Regions from separate parts of the Sus scrofa genome. Here region 2 is linked to region 1. The links are chromatin contacts, called in public promoter capture Hi-C maps. All regions are on one chromosome and are shown on one strand. The core of a region is the stretch at or near the end of the contact, and the rest is flanking DNA. Distances in the headings are between cores, read along the strand shown. Region 1 holds the start of RABGEF1 (rab5 GDP/GTP exchange factor). Region 2 holds the start of ASL (argininosuccinate lyase).

The links. Promoter capture Hi-C pulls out the DNA fragments that hold promoters and counts their contacts.
Region 2: a contact with region 1 is called in a promoter capture Hi-C map of fetal liver, with 3 times the contacts expected there. The contact joins the promoter of ASL here to the promoter of RABGEF1 in region 1. A contact is called at or near these places in 1 of 5 promoter capture datasets (fetal liver) and 1 of 2 datasets of contacts at active chromatin or transcription factors (alveolar macrophages).

Annotation. Positions count from the first base shown.
Region 1 is chr3:16,373,924-16,380,818 of Sscrofa11.1, forward strand. It overlaps RABGEF1 (rab5 GDP/GTP exchange factor), which reads right to left and starts at 2,681. Exons shown (of 9, transcript XM_003124438.6): 1 at 2,557-2,681.
Region 2 is chr3:16,634,914-16,641,875 of Sscrofa11.1, forward strand. ASL (argininosuccinate lyase) reads left to right here and starts at 2,568. Exons shown (of 17, transcript XM_021086360.1): 1 at 2,568-2,683; 2 at 2,866-2,920; 3 at 5,885-6,079; 4 at 6,412-6,495; 5 at 6,726-6,782; 6 at 6,929-6,962. The coding sequence starts at 2,909. It overlaps LOC102161858 (a long non-coding RNA gene), which reads right to left and starts at 5,878. Exons shown (of 2, transcript XR_302139.2): 1 at 5,564-5,878; 2 at 4,782-5,463.

The DNA of each region.
Region 1 (6,895 bases), core at 1,431-3,930:
GATGGGTCAACCTGCTAGAGATGTTTACTTTGCAGCCAATAGAAACACATGTGCCAACAATTAAACTCACGTGGTCAACACAAAAATTCTACTTCTCTAGTCAAACACTGACAAGAGTAAATGAAACAATATCTTAGTTCTTCTATATGTAGATAATAAGTACTGATCAAAAATGTTTTTTCTGAAAACCAACCACTGAAAATCAGAAATCAATGATTCCTTGGAGTTCCCATTGTGGCTCAGTGGTAACCACCCCAGCTGGCATCCATGAGGATGCAGGTCTGATCCCTGGCCTCGCTGAGTAGGTTTAGGACCTACTATGCTGTGGCATAGTCCTTTAGCAGCTATAGCTCCAATTCAACCCCTAGCCTGGGAACTTCCTTGTGTCACAAGAGCGGCTCAAAAACGGAAAAAAGAGAGATAGAGAGAAAAAAAAGAAAAAGAGGAGTTCCCGTCGTGGTGCAGCAGAAATGAATCCGACTAGGAACAATGAGGTTGTGAGTTCGATCCCTGGCCTTGCTCAGTGGGTTAAGGCTCCGGTGTTGCTGTGAGCTGTGGTGTAGGTCACAGATGCTGCTCGGATCTGGTGCTGGGGTGCAGGCTGGCAGCCACAGCTCCAATTGTACCTCTAGCCTGGGAAGCTCCATATGCCCTGGGTTTGGCCCTCAAAAGACAAAATGACAAAAGACAAAAAGAAAAAAAAGAAAAAAGAAAGAAAAGGAAATCAATGATTTCTCAAGTCCTCATGGAACACTTCTGAAAGCCCAACTTGGATTAAGAAGCAAAGAGATACAGGCAGAATTCCTGTTTATAGAAGCTTACAAGTAAGCAGGGTCAGACACTCTCCCACAATGACTAAATGAGAAGAGAATTCAATTCATTTAAGGAGCAGAAAAGATTAAAATACAAATAGCACATAATCAAGCACTATGCTGGGAACAACCCTCATCAGTCAACACACAGCAGCCTATGTGTAAGCCTTATATAAAATTCCATTTTAACCAGGCAAATAACCCTCCTTAAAACCCTTCCCTGGTCCTGCCATCACCAGATAAAAGCCCCCCAAGAATCTCCTGCATCTTTTCCCCTATCAGCCACCACAGCTCTGCCCTGCACTTTTTCACTTTTCAAAAACCACCTCCCGGGAGTTACTGCCCTCTTCTCCTTTAGTTGCCCCACGCCCACATTCCCACTACCCCTAAAATTCCCACCCCATCTTGCTAGTCTGAATGTTACTCATTCTTCAGGACACTTTCAGATACATTTCACTCCCTGCGGTCCCTCCAGACACTTGGGGTGTCCCCCCTCAGTGACCTCTCTTAGCTCACACTGCTCACATTTATGGCAAGGATCTCTGCTGTCCTTCTCCCTTAAAGTGCCTACTTTCTGGAGAAGAAAATGATGGCTTGGAAGGTCCCCAAAATTCAAATCCTTCAACACTTCTTAATTTTCCACCTGAGAATCAGTAACTCTTAAAACTAACGTTATCTGTCATGAAATGGATCGAATAAAAATCAAATCTTCTTGCACCTCTGGGAAGCTTCCTTGGTACTGCTTAAGTTACTTATTAGTAACCTTAATAGACTTGGGGGGGGGGGTAAGTGTACTTTTGCAGCCTTAGGTTTACAGAAAAAGGTACAACAATGAGTTAATCTCAAAAACAAAACAAAAGCCACAACTCTTCAGATCCAAAAAACGACTCCCCAGGTGATGCTGTAAACTCATCCTGACCAATTTTCACATCTAAGCTCATGAGCAAAGCGAGCCCCCATAGCCCACGGACACATTTCCCAATCACAGGGCTTGGCCATCAGCGTTGAGACACCACCAGCAGACTCTGATCTACTCCCTGAAGCGGCTGGGTCCCTCCTCCTTGTCGACTAAACTTCCGTGATGAGCATCACCTCTGCTCTCCTCCAAGACGGTTCGGAAGCAGGGACTTGTGCTCCTAACCTCAGGCCCACAACTTTGTCCTCAATCATAGGGCGAAAGTTAGGACCAGTCTTCCAGCTCCCACGCCGCGAAAGACAGCATCCTCCCAGCTCCCGGACCCTTCCCTCTCTGAGACCGACGCGGGTTCCCGAGGTCCCGGCGGCCCTGCCCAGGCCGGGCTGCGACGGGTCCCCAAGGAGCCCAAGGCACGACCCAGCCGGTCACCACCACAGGTGTCCCTTGGTACTCTGCCGACTGGACTGAGTGAGCCGGTCGGAGGGAAGCCATCCCGCGAGAGCTGGACAGGCGGCAGGAGGCGGCCAGGAAACGAGACGCGTCTGTCCGTCGGAGTTGGGCCGGGCCGCGGGCAACTTGGCGACAAGCGCCCTAAAACGGCAGGCCGAACGCGCAGAGGATGAAGGGGGCCGGCGACGGCCTGGGACCGGCCAGGGCCCCGCCACCGGGCCCTGGGCTGGGACGAAGGACGGCAAGAGGGACCGGAGCGAGATGGCCCCGGCCGGGTGGACAGCCTAGACCAATGACCCAGCAGCCCCTGTCGGGACGGCACCGCCACCGCGAGTCGCGAACCGCGCCCCCCTCGGGTCCCGTCCGTCCGCCCCGTACCTCGCCGGCTGCTCCACCCGCGTCGGGACCGCAGCTCTCCCCGCGTCGCTCGAGTAGGTCCCGGCGCCAGTCCACAACCCGCCCTCACGCCGGCCCTCCCTCTCGCACGCCCCGCCCCCGGCGCCGCGAGCGCACGCCACGCACGCATGACGTCACTTCCGGGGCTCGGAGCTCGCCGGGAGGGTGTAGGTGCCCATCGGCATCTGCCCTGGGTGGCGCGAGGGCGAGGCTGGCGTGGATGACAGTGGCGACAAAGCCGTCGGGCATGAGGAAGGAGGCGCCCTCAGCCCTAGTGCTGGGTCCCTGACCTGGAGCGTTCAGAAGCCGACGGAGAAGCCGGCGTTTCCCTGTCTTTTCCTCACCCACTGTATTTGGGAATCCCACTGAGAGAGACGCTGCTCATCCTTAGCTCGAAATGGGAGGCACTGGAAAGGCTGCGGGAGAGAAGTCTTTGGGCCAGTGGACAGTTGCAGTCTGTGGGGAATGAGGCTGCCTGAGAAAGTAATGAATCCCATAGCTTCACACGGATCTTAGGATTTTGAACGTGGTTTGAGTTTAAAGGACCTTAAAGAGAGTGACTGACCTAGAAGCAGGTTTTATAGCTGAGCATAACTGAATTCCAGAGGTTAATAAGTTACCCAGTGTCACACAGTATTAATGATCGAGTCATAAATGGAATCCAGTTCTCCGTGATTCCCATTTCAGGAATGTTGGAGACAGCGGCTGCCTCTGTATTCTGGATGGTATCTATGGCACAAAGTGCAGCCACGACTGGGAGAAAAAAAAAGAAAAAAGAAAAGAAAATACTAGAGTACAGTGTCTGGAGGGAGACCTAAGTTGGAATACCAGGTTTGCTAAATGCTGCCTCTGATCTTGGACAGGTTGTCTAATTTCTCAGTCTTTGCTCATTATTTGCCAAATGGAGATTGATTCATTCCTCAGATTATTCCTAAATTCTGTAGGGAAGCAGAATATGCCACCCAAAAATATGCCTCTGAGAAAGCAGAGAAGCCCTGAAAACAAACCAGAAGTTAACCTTTTGTACAGGAAATGAAGCTAATGAAGGAGATCACGTTAGTAAAGGGGTCTCCCTCTGTACCTGGGAGAGAAGGATGACTCTTAGGTCACTAGAAGCTCAACTATGGATAAGACACTGACTTAGAGCTGCATGACAAACCTTAAGCTTATTTTTATTCCCCTGGTCACCTCCCATAACTGGTCTCCCCTACACACACACACACACACACACAAACACCTTTCCTGTTTTTTCTTTATTGGAAAATGGTATTTAAGTGGGCATTCTAAGCCTTTTCTCAGGGTATCTCCTTTGTATGTGTGAGGTATACATGGTAATAATTTTCAGTTTGTTTTTTTGCTTATTACTCTTTTATTATAACTTAGAAGAGCAGAGGGAAAATGATTTCCCCTCCCCTACAGCACCTAATGTGTGTGCTAGGCCAAGGATACCAGACTGTTAAAAAGTGGTGGGGGGGGTGGGGGAGTACCTATGCTGAGAAGCTTACATTCTAGGGAAGAGGTGGTGGGGGGGGAATAAGTAAATAATAAATACATTATGTACAATAGTACATGAGACAGCAGTGATTGCTTTGAAGAAAAATCATGCAAGGAAGGCCAGCCAGTCAACCAGGAAGACTGAGGTTTTTGGGTGGACAGCAAAGCCCTGGCTAAGGAGGTGACTATGCAACTATTTGGGCAAAAGTGTTCTAGGTGCAGGGAACAGCAAGTGCAGAGGCCCTCTGGACATCACCAGCCTGTGTAGCAGTGAATGGAGGGGAGGTAGGAGAGGAGGTCAAAAGGTAATGGGCCATGGGGAAGGGACTAGCCAAAGTGAGGACATAGGAAGGTCTGACTCACTGGGGCCATTAAGGGAACAAACTACCACACTTGCCTCTGAGAGAAGGGGTGGTGGTGGTAGGGTACTGAGAAGGGGCACCAAAGGTATAGTTAACTGAGGAGGCCATGTTTTCTTGAGATGGATGATAGATATGTGGATATTCACTGTATTATTCTTTAGTTCAATTTATGTGGTTTTTTTTTTTTTTTTTTTTTTTTTTTTTATGTGAACCAACTTATAAAAAGCAGTCCCACTGCGAATTCCCATTGTGGCTCAGGGGGTTAAGACCCCGACTGGTATCCATGAGGATGCAGGTTCGATCCCTGGCCTCACCCAGCGGGCTAAGGAGCTGGTGCTGCCACAAGCTTCGGAGTGGGTCCCAGACTTGCTCGGATCTGGTGTGGCTGTGGCTGTGGCGTAGGCGGGCAGCTGCAGCTCTGATTCGACCCCTGGCCTGGGAACTTCCATGTCGCAGGTGCAGCCCTGAAAAGAAAAAATTTAAAAGAAAAAGCAGTCCCATTGGAAAAAGTGAAGATAAAAGCGGGTTAAGAATAGATCAGGGAGTGAGTCAAAAGAGCTAGCAAAGAAGGGGGGCGGGGGGAAGAAGAGGAAAACTAGAAAAAAGGAGTAATACGGAGGCAAAGAGGAGAGAGAGAAAGCCAAGGGATTGATCAGAAGAGTCCAATTCTGCAGAAAGGTGAGGTCAGATGGTTCTCCAAAAGAAGTGAAAACATGTTAATAGAAGTGCTGAAAGCAGACATCCTTGTCTTGTTCCCAATCTTAGTGAAAAAACTTTCCGTCTGTCACTATGTTCTGATGTTACCAGTGGGCTTTTCAAAAATGGCCTTTATCATGTTGCGGAAAGTCCTTGCTATTCCTAGTTTACTATGTTCTTATCATCAAATTTTTAAACTTAATTTTATTTTTTATTGTAAAGTATACATAAAATTTAAATGCAGAAGAATGAAATTGGACCCTTACCTAATACCATGTACAAAAATTAACTCAAATGGACCAAAGACGGAGTTCTTGTGTGGGTTAAGGATCCATCATTGTCACTCCAGCAGTTTGGGTCACTGTAGTGGTGTGGGTTCAGTCCCCGACCTGGGAAGCAAGTTCAGCCAAAAAGGCGGGGGGGGGGGGCGGGGGGGGCGGCAGCGTGCGCTGAAGCCTACTGTGATACCATCCCACTCCCTTTTCAAAGATAACAAAGGTATAACCATCTCTTCGACTCGACTCTCTACTTGCAAGTTTCTTTTCATGGAGGTCAGGCTTCAAGTTTTGTGGTGCTTTGGGGTTGTGTGTGTGTGGTTTTTTTTTTTGGGGGGGGTTGGCAACAGCCATGGCATGTAGAAGTTCCTGGGCCAGGGACTGAACCCTAGCTGCGGCTGCAGCAATGCCAGATCTTTAACCCACTGTGCTACACGGGAACTTCCTGGGGCTCTGTTTCTTGATTTTGATAATAACTGAGAGAAGCATGAATACATCTAACCCAAGATCTACTGGAGCTGGGCCATCTGCCGAGATCGCCTGATATAGGGGGGAATCAGGGTCTCTAATGCATTAGGGAAGCCTCTGAAAGTCATGGTTTGGGGAAGAATGACTCGGAGTGCTGCTGAGCTCACAGGAGGCTGGAAAAGGTCCGTCATAATCTGATGACGGCCCCCTTCTGTGGAGTGCTTCGGGATGGTTCAAGAGGTGGTGCGATTCGTAACCTTTCCCGGAGTTTTGCTGGATTTTTTTTTTCCCCTGGTGCACAATAGTCCTGTTTTCACTTGGTGTCAGGTGGCTGAACAGGTGGCACCCCAGGATCGCTAGACCATGTCACTCCTCAGGAAGAATGGGTGTGTGAGGAAGTGGAAATGCTTTGTTCCTAAAGTGATTTTGTGTACGTGGCGGGGGTGGGGGTGCATCTGGAGGAGGAGATAAAGGTTTGGCCCTTGGGTCTAGCAGATAACCCAGATCTCTGATTTATAATGACCCTGTCAGTTTTTCCTTGTAGTTAGATTTTAGAATCTAAATCATAATGTTCACAGCTAATAAGATCACTGTAGAAATGACTGGAGAAGAAGGAAAAAGCACATCATTATCCTTGCTCAGAACAAAAAATACCTTCATTGGCTTTCTCTTCATGCATGTGCTTTATTTTTCAAAAGTTGTTAGAAATAGAGTTTAAAATCTCTCTAAGTCAGTTCAAAATCACTCTAAATCTCTAAAACCTCTCTAAATCAGTTCAAAAAATAGAGAAAGCTAAAGTACATGATAGGAAAACCAGAATGGTAAGGCATCAAAGGATAGAGAATTGAAAGTGTGCAAATACAAGCTAAAGGAACATGCTGTAAGTTAACCAAATGAAATGGAAAGTGAGTGAAGCCAGCTAAGAGGTCATCTTCAAAATGATGGCAAAGGGACATGCAGGCAGGGTAGAGACCCAAGGGCCATGAGCCCCAAGCCAGGCACACAATGTCCCTTGAGCTGGAAAAA
Region 2 (6,962 bases), core at 1,318-3,817, 260 kb after region 1:
ATGTAAAGAAATGGAAAGATATTCCATGTTCATGGATTGGAAAAATCAATATTGTAAAAACGGCCATACTACCTAACGCAATTTACAGATTCAATGCAATCCCTATCAAATTACCCAGGATATTTTTCACAGAACTAGAACAAACAATCCAAAAATTTATATGGAACAGCAAAAGACCCAGAACCACCAAAGCAATCCTGAGAAACAAAAACCAAGCAGGAGGCATAACTCTCCCAGACTTCAAGAAATACCTCAAAGCCACAGTCATCAAAACAGTGTGGTACTGGTATCAAAACAGACAGACAGACCAATGGAACAGAATAGAGAACCCAGAAATAAACCCTGACACCTATGGTCAATTAATCTTTGACAAGGGAGGCAAGAACATAAAATGGGAAAAAGAAAGTCTATTCAGCAAGCATTGCTGGGAAACCAGGACAGCTGCATGCAAAGCAATGAAACTAGAACACACCCTCACACCATGCACAAAAATAAACTCCAAATGGCTGAAAGACTTAAATATAAGACAGGACACCATCAAACTCCTAGAAGAGAACATAGGCAGAACACTCTCTGACATCAACATCATGAATATTTTCTCAGGTCAGTCTCCCAAAGCAATAGAAATTAGAGCAAAAATAAACCCATGGGACCTCATCAAACTGAAAAGCTTTTGCACAGCAAAGGAAACCAAAAAGAGAACAAAAAGACAACTTTCAGAATGGGAGAAAATAGTTTCAAATGATGCAACGGACAAGGGCTTAATCTCTAGAATATATAAGCAACTTGTACAACCCAACAGCAAAAAAGCCAATCAATCAATGGAAAAATGGGCAAAAGACCTGAATAGACTGTTCTCCAAAGAAGATATACAGATGGCCAGAAAACACATGAAAAAATGCTCAACATCGCTGATTATAAGAGAAATGCAAATCAAAACTACCATGAGATACCACCTCACACTAGTCAGAATGGCCATCATTAATAAATCCACAAATAACAAGTGCTGGAGGGGATGTGGAGAAAAGGGAACCCTCCTGCACTGTTGGTGGGAATGTCAACTGGTACAGCCACTATGGAGAACAGTTTGGAGATACCTTAGAAATCTATACATAGAACTTCCATATGACCCTGCAATCCCACTCTTGGGCATCTATCCGGACAAAACTCTACTTAAAAGAGACACATGCACCCGCATGTTCATTGCAGCACTATTCACAATAGCCAGGACATGGAAACAATCCAAATGTCCATCGACAGATGATTGGATTCGGAAGAGGTGGTATATATACACAATGGAATACTACTCAGCCATAAAAAAGAATGACATAATGCCATTTACAGCAACATGGATGGAACCAGAGACTCTCATACTGAGTGAAATGAGCCAGAAAGACAAAGACAAACACCATATGATATCACTTATAACTGGAATCTAATATCCAGCACAAATGAACATCTCCTCAGAAAAGAAAATCATGGACTTGGAAAATAGACTTGTAGCTGCCGGATGGAAGAGGGAGGGAGTGGGAGGGATCAGGAGCTTGGGGTTATCAGACACAATTTAGAATAGATTTACAAGGAGATCCTGCTGAGTAGTATTGAGAACTATGTCTAGATACTCATGTTGCAACAGAACAAAGGGTGGGGGAACAAATGTATACATGTAAGGATAACTTGATCCCCTTGCTATACAGTGGGAAAATAAAAGGAAAAAAAAAAGAAAGTTAACTATTAAAAAAAACAAAAAACAAAAAAGTCTTTTCTCCCTATGACCTATGGAACCAAGACCAAACCTTCTCCTTTGACATTCAAGACCCTGACCTGCCCCAGCCTGCTTCCCACCTCTCCTCCCCACCCCTGTCCTCAAGCCCCTGACCCTGTGTGATAGGCTCTCTGACGGTTTCCTGTTCTCCAAGCAAGCCATTCACCTTCTGGTCTCTGGCCTCGAGGACTTTGCCCAGGCTGCTCCCCCTGCAGGGAATGTTCTAATCCTTTTTCGCTGAGCTAAAAGCAAAATGACCCATCTTCTATGACGCAGCTCAGGGGACATCTCCCCCAGAATGTGGCACTTCCAGGGCAGAAGTTCGAGCCTGTACTCCTGGCGCCTAGAACCCAGGCTCTCATTCGTGCTGAAGTCGTGTCAAGGACCCCTGAGAACCCCCAGATAAACGCCCCGCCCTGCACTGCCCTCTGTGCTCCCTGCACACCTTGTCCACGCTTTGTTAGAGCTTCTTGACGCAGGTATCATTTCTTCAGTGTCTAACTCTGTATCTAGTGCAGAAGAGGTGCCGGGAACGTGCTTGTTGAATGAATGAAAGATTGGGCATGCCATTTCACCTTATACCTCTAGTGAGCCCGCCAGGCCCGGCCCAGTGTCTTTGCCTCTATCCCTAGCCTAGGTCTCCCTCCTGTGCCCGCGGCAGTCTGCAGTCTCGAGCACGGTCGCTCAGGCACCACCCTCACGGTTCCCTACCTGTGGTGGATCAGCCCCGAGCAGCTCGGAGGCGGCTCCGCCCACAGTCCGGATTGGAGGGAAGAGGCAACGCCCACCAGGCCGGGCCGCCAGGATTGGTGCGGCTGCTGCCAGGAGGAGGGGGCAGAGCCAGGCAGGGGCTGACGCTCCCGGCCAGAAAAGCCCAGCCGGGTGGCTCCGAGAGACGCACGGCGCAGCCTGGCGGTGGTGAGTGTGCGGCTGGACAGGCGGGGCGGGCGGGAGCGGAGGACGTAGAGGACCCGGACGAGCGCGCTAGGGCTGCCCACGTCCGCCTACACCAAGCGCCGTGCCCCAACCTGGAGCCGCCTCGCCCCAGGGACCCCCGGCCAGGGGGCCGAGGAGGTCCTCAGTCCTGTCCTGTCTTCCAGACCCGGAGGACTGAGGCTCCCGGACGACGAGGAACCGCCCAACATGGCATCAGAGGTTAGTGGGACCTCGGGGACGCCTATCTGCCGAGCCTCCAAAGGAAGGGGTGGGGCGCCCTGGGGGCCGGTCGGGGCGTGACCTGCGCAGGCGATCTTCCCGCCGCCCTCCTGGTAATTGTCTTCGCTGGCTCCAGGCGGTGGGTATCCCATGGCGCACCTGCCAGAGCCCCAGGAAAGAACTTTGTCCTGACTTCCCGGTGTCCCCACCACCGTCTGCTCTCCCTCCTCCCCTGGCTAACCTACCAACTCACACGGCTGAGGAGGGTGCCCCTGACCTGACTTGACAGTGGTCTAAGCCAGGAGGAAAAAGGTGCTGCCCACTCGTTCAGCCCCCTTACCTCCTCATTCCTCCCCACCCCACCCCGTCAATCCCCATCGTGTTCCCCTCTCCTGGTAGCAACTGGTGCCTGTGTAGCAGAGTCCACGTGACTCTTGCCTGTGTTAAGAGCCGGGAGGTAGGGGACTGTGCCTTGTGGCCCCAGTACCTGGTGGCTTCCGGTCTCACTGGCCTCTCCCCCTCAGAGCCAGAGGACTCCTGGGTCCTGACAGTGGCAGGAGGCCAAGACACAGGTTCCCTTCCTTGGGCCTCAGTTGATGTATCTGGCAGATGGGAATAATAACAGCTGTCTGTCTGCCTCTGTGAGGTACTGGATCATGAAGTCATTGCTTTGAACCCGTCAGGTAAAAGGGGCTGTTTGCTCCATCCCAGTGAAGGGAATCCTGGGCCTGGGGAGCAGGAGGTCTGGGTTCCAGTCCCTTCTGGCCCTCCAGAGCTGGCAAGTCACTTCCTCTTTGGGCCTTAGTTTGTTCTTCTGAGTAAAGTGGCTAAGACCACCGGCCCTGCTGGCTTCTGGGTCATGGTGGAGGGTCTATGGCAGGGCCTGGACTTTGGATTCAAAGAGACTTGGTTTTTGAAGTAGTTACTCAACCTCCCTGAACCTCTTTCCTCATTTGTAAAATAGGGGTAACAGTGCCCACCTCCTGGGAGGGTGTAATAGCGTCTGGAGAGTGCCTAGCACAGGGCCCCACAATAGTAGGTGCTCAATAAACGGTGTTAATGACACGAAGAGTGACAACACTGCTATTCCCCACGGGTGTTCAAAATTGGCTGTTGCTCACTCATCCCAGCCCAACCTGGTGTCCCTGTGCCCTTGCCCCAAAGGGACCCTTCTGGCCCAGATGTGCTCTGGCTTACAAAGCCCTCTCCCACCACCCGGCTCCTCACTCAGTGCCCAGGAGGTGGCACCTCACTCTGACATCCTCCTGGGGTCCTTTTAGGCCTGCCAGTGGGATAGAAGCTCGGTCCGATGCGGAGTAGGTCCAATGCGGAGTAGGCCTCCTTCAGGAGACTCTGCTTGCCCCAGGCTGTCCTGTGGGTTGGCACTAATTGGTTTGGCTGCAGCCCCACTTGTTAAGTAGTTGTTATTACGAACAACCCATGAAGGGAGTCCAGGGACCTGCTGGGGAGGTGCTGCCCAGCCACTGGCTGAAAGGCTGACTCCCTGTCCTGACTGGCTGGCCCTGCCTGGCCCTCTGACCCCCGTGCTGAGGACCAGGGAGGGCCTCACGTGGTGCTTTGCTGGAGGTCTAGGGTTGGCTGGGCAGTAGAGGGCTGAGCAGCGGGTCCAGCCTCTGAGGGGCACAGAAGCTGCATCTGCAGGGCAGAGTCCTCTGGCAGCCAAGGCTGCTGCACACTGAGGGTCAGCTCAGAGCCTGGGTCCAGAGCATGGTGGAGGTCTCGATGGTGCCAGGAGTGGAGTTAAGGCACACCCAGACCCTGGCAGCCCCCGGCCAAGAATTTACCTAGAATTTACTGTGCTCTGTGTGCCATTAGCTTAATCTAATTGAACGCTCGCAACTCCATCAAAAAGGTGTTATTGTTATTCCTAGTTCATAGAGAGGCAACCCCGAGGGTTAGAGAGATTACACAACATACGTATGGTCAAGAGGCTAACACAGGTTTGGGACACTGCCGGGGGACAGAGGAGAACATATGCCCCCGGAGGCCACTGTAAACCACCCCTCCACAGAAAAGATGTCAGTGAAGTAACATGTCCACCTCCGCCCAGCACCCCCTCCTCCCGTCCTTGACACATGTCCTTGGCATACCTCCCTTGGCATGCTGGGCGTTTCACTGCCCCTCAGGGGTTCTGCGCCCCCTCCCCCATCTGTCCCATGCCCTGACCTATGCCCTCTTTCAAAACAGAGGTATCTCTGTCCCATCCCTCTGCCCTTGGCTCCAGGGGGGCAGAGGGTCAGCCAGTGACCTCCCAGAAGGCAATAACAAAGGGTGCCTCAGGGGGCTCTCCAGAGGGGGAGGGGGACGCTGGGAACCTAGCCCCACCCCCAGCTGGGGGAGGGAGACCCAGGCAGCGTGAGACTGAGGGGGCCCCTCAGGTGCCTCCTCGCTGTCCCTGAAGCAAAAGTTCAGAGCAGCAGAGCAAGCAGAGGCCCTGATGGGGTGTGGGGTTAGCGCCTCGGGCTGCCCCTCTCTGTGGCGCAGTAGCACTGGTACCTCCTTCAGAGGGTGGCCGATGGTGCCTGGCACACAATGAGAAGGGGACGTATGTTAGTATTATTGTCATTGCCCCTCGAATAGCAGAGCTGGATTCCAACTCTGGATTCCAGAGTGATTTCTCACCTTGATCAGTGGCAGGAAAGGTCCCGGAAGTTCTCTGTGGCCTCAGAGGTGCCTGTCACCATCTCCCTAGAGCAGCGCCGCCTGGTGGGAAAGATGCCCCCTAACTTCAGCGTCCAGCCAGGTTCCCGCATTCACTCCCTGAGTGACTCCGGGCACGTGCCTGATGCTCTCTGAGCCTCAGCTCCCTCATCTGCCCAGTGAGAAGCTCCCTGCCCGCCGGCTGCCACCGCCATCAGACTTGATATCTGTCCCAAGGGCCCTTTGTGAGAGGCACTGTTCTCAAGGGGGGAGGAGATTCACAGCGTCTGCTCTCCCGGCTAGAGCGGGAAGCTGTGGGGTGGCCGCTTTGTGGGTGCAGTGGACCCCATCATGGAGAAGTTCAACGCGTCCATCGCCTATGACCGGCACCTGTGGGAGGTGGACGTGCAGGGCAGCAAGGCCTACAGCCGGGGCCTGGAGAAGGCGGGGCTCCTCACCAAGGCCGAGATGGACCAGATACTCCACGGCCTGGACAAGGTACCCTCCACGCCCTGACCTCCCCCCTCCCCACCCGCCCCCGGGGTCCCAGGCTTCCATCAAATCCCCGGGCGCCCCTTGCAGTGTCATCCCAAGCATCTCCCGTCCCCTCGTGGTGATTATAAGCCCAGAGAGATGCCCTTTAACCTTGTGCTGTGCTGTCTCTCTTTATTTTTCAATGCCCCTGTGGTCCGTGGCTCCTGAGCAAAGGTGCACCAGGCCTGAGATGCTCCTGGGGTGGGTGGTGACACAGCCCCTCCTGTGAAGTGCTGCAAGGACTCAGCTGCCCGTGACTGCCCTCCTGACCTCTGTGTTGCTGCCACCTGCTGCAGGTAGCTGAGGAGTGGGCCCAGGGCACCTTCAAACTCAACCCCAATGATGAAGACATCCATACGGCCAATGAGCGGCGTCTGAAGGTGCGACACCAGCCCCGCCCTCCACCCTGCTTGCCCTGCGTCCCTTTGAGCATAAGCACCAGCATTCTCTTCCCTTCATCATATGACCTCAGAACAGGAGGTCTCGGCAGGGATGGCAGGGACGTGGGCAGCACCAGGGGACCCTGAGGCAGGGAGGGAGGGCCACAGGCTGGGGAGGGGTGCGCCCCACCTGGGCTGACCCCGACCGCCTGCTTCCGTGCACCCCCCAGGAGCTCATCGGTGAAACGGCAGGGAAGCTGCACACAGGACGAAGTCGGAACGACCAGGTGCTGCAGCCCCCGCCCCCGTCCCCACCCTGCGCCTTCCCAGCCCTGGGGAGCACAGGCAACAGAGTTAGGGCTCAGCCTCGATCCTGGCTCCCCAGGGAAGCAGCACATCTGTGTCCCTGAGGGCCACCTCCTTCTCCCCACAGGTGGTCACTGACCTCAGGCTGTGGATGCGGCAGA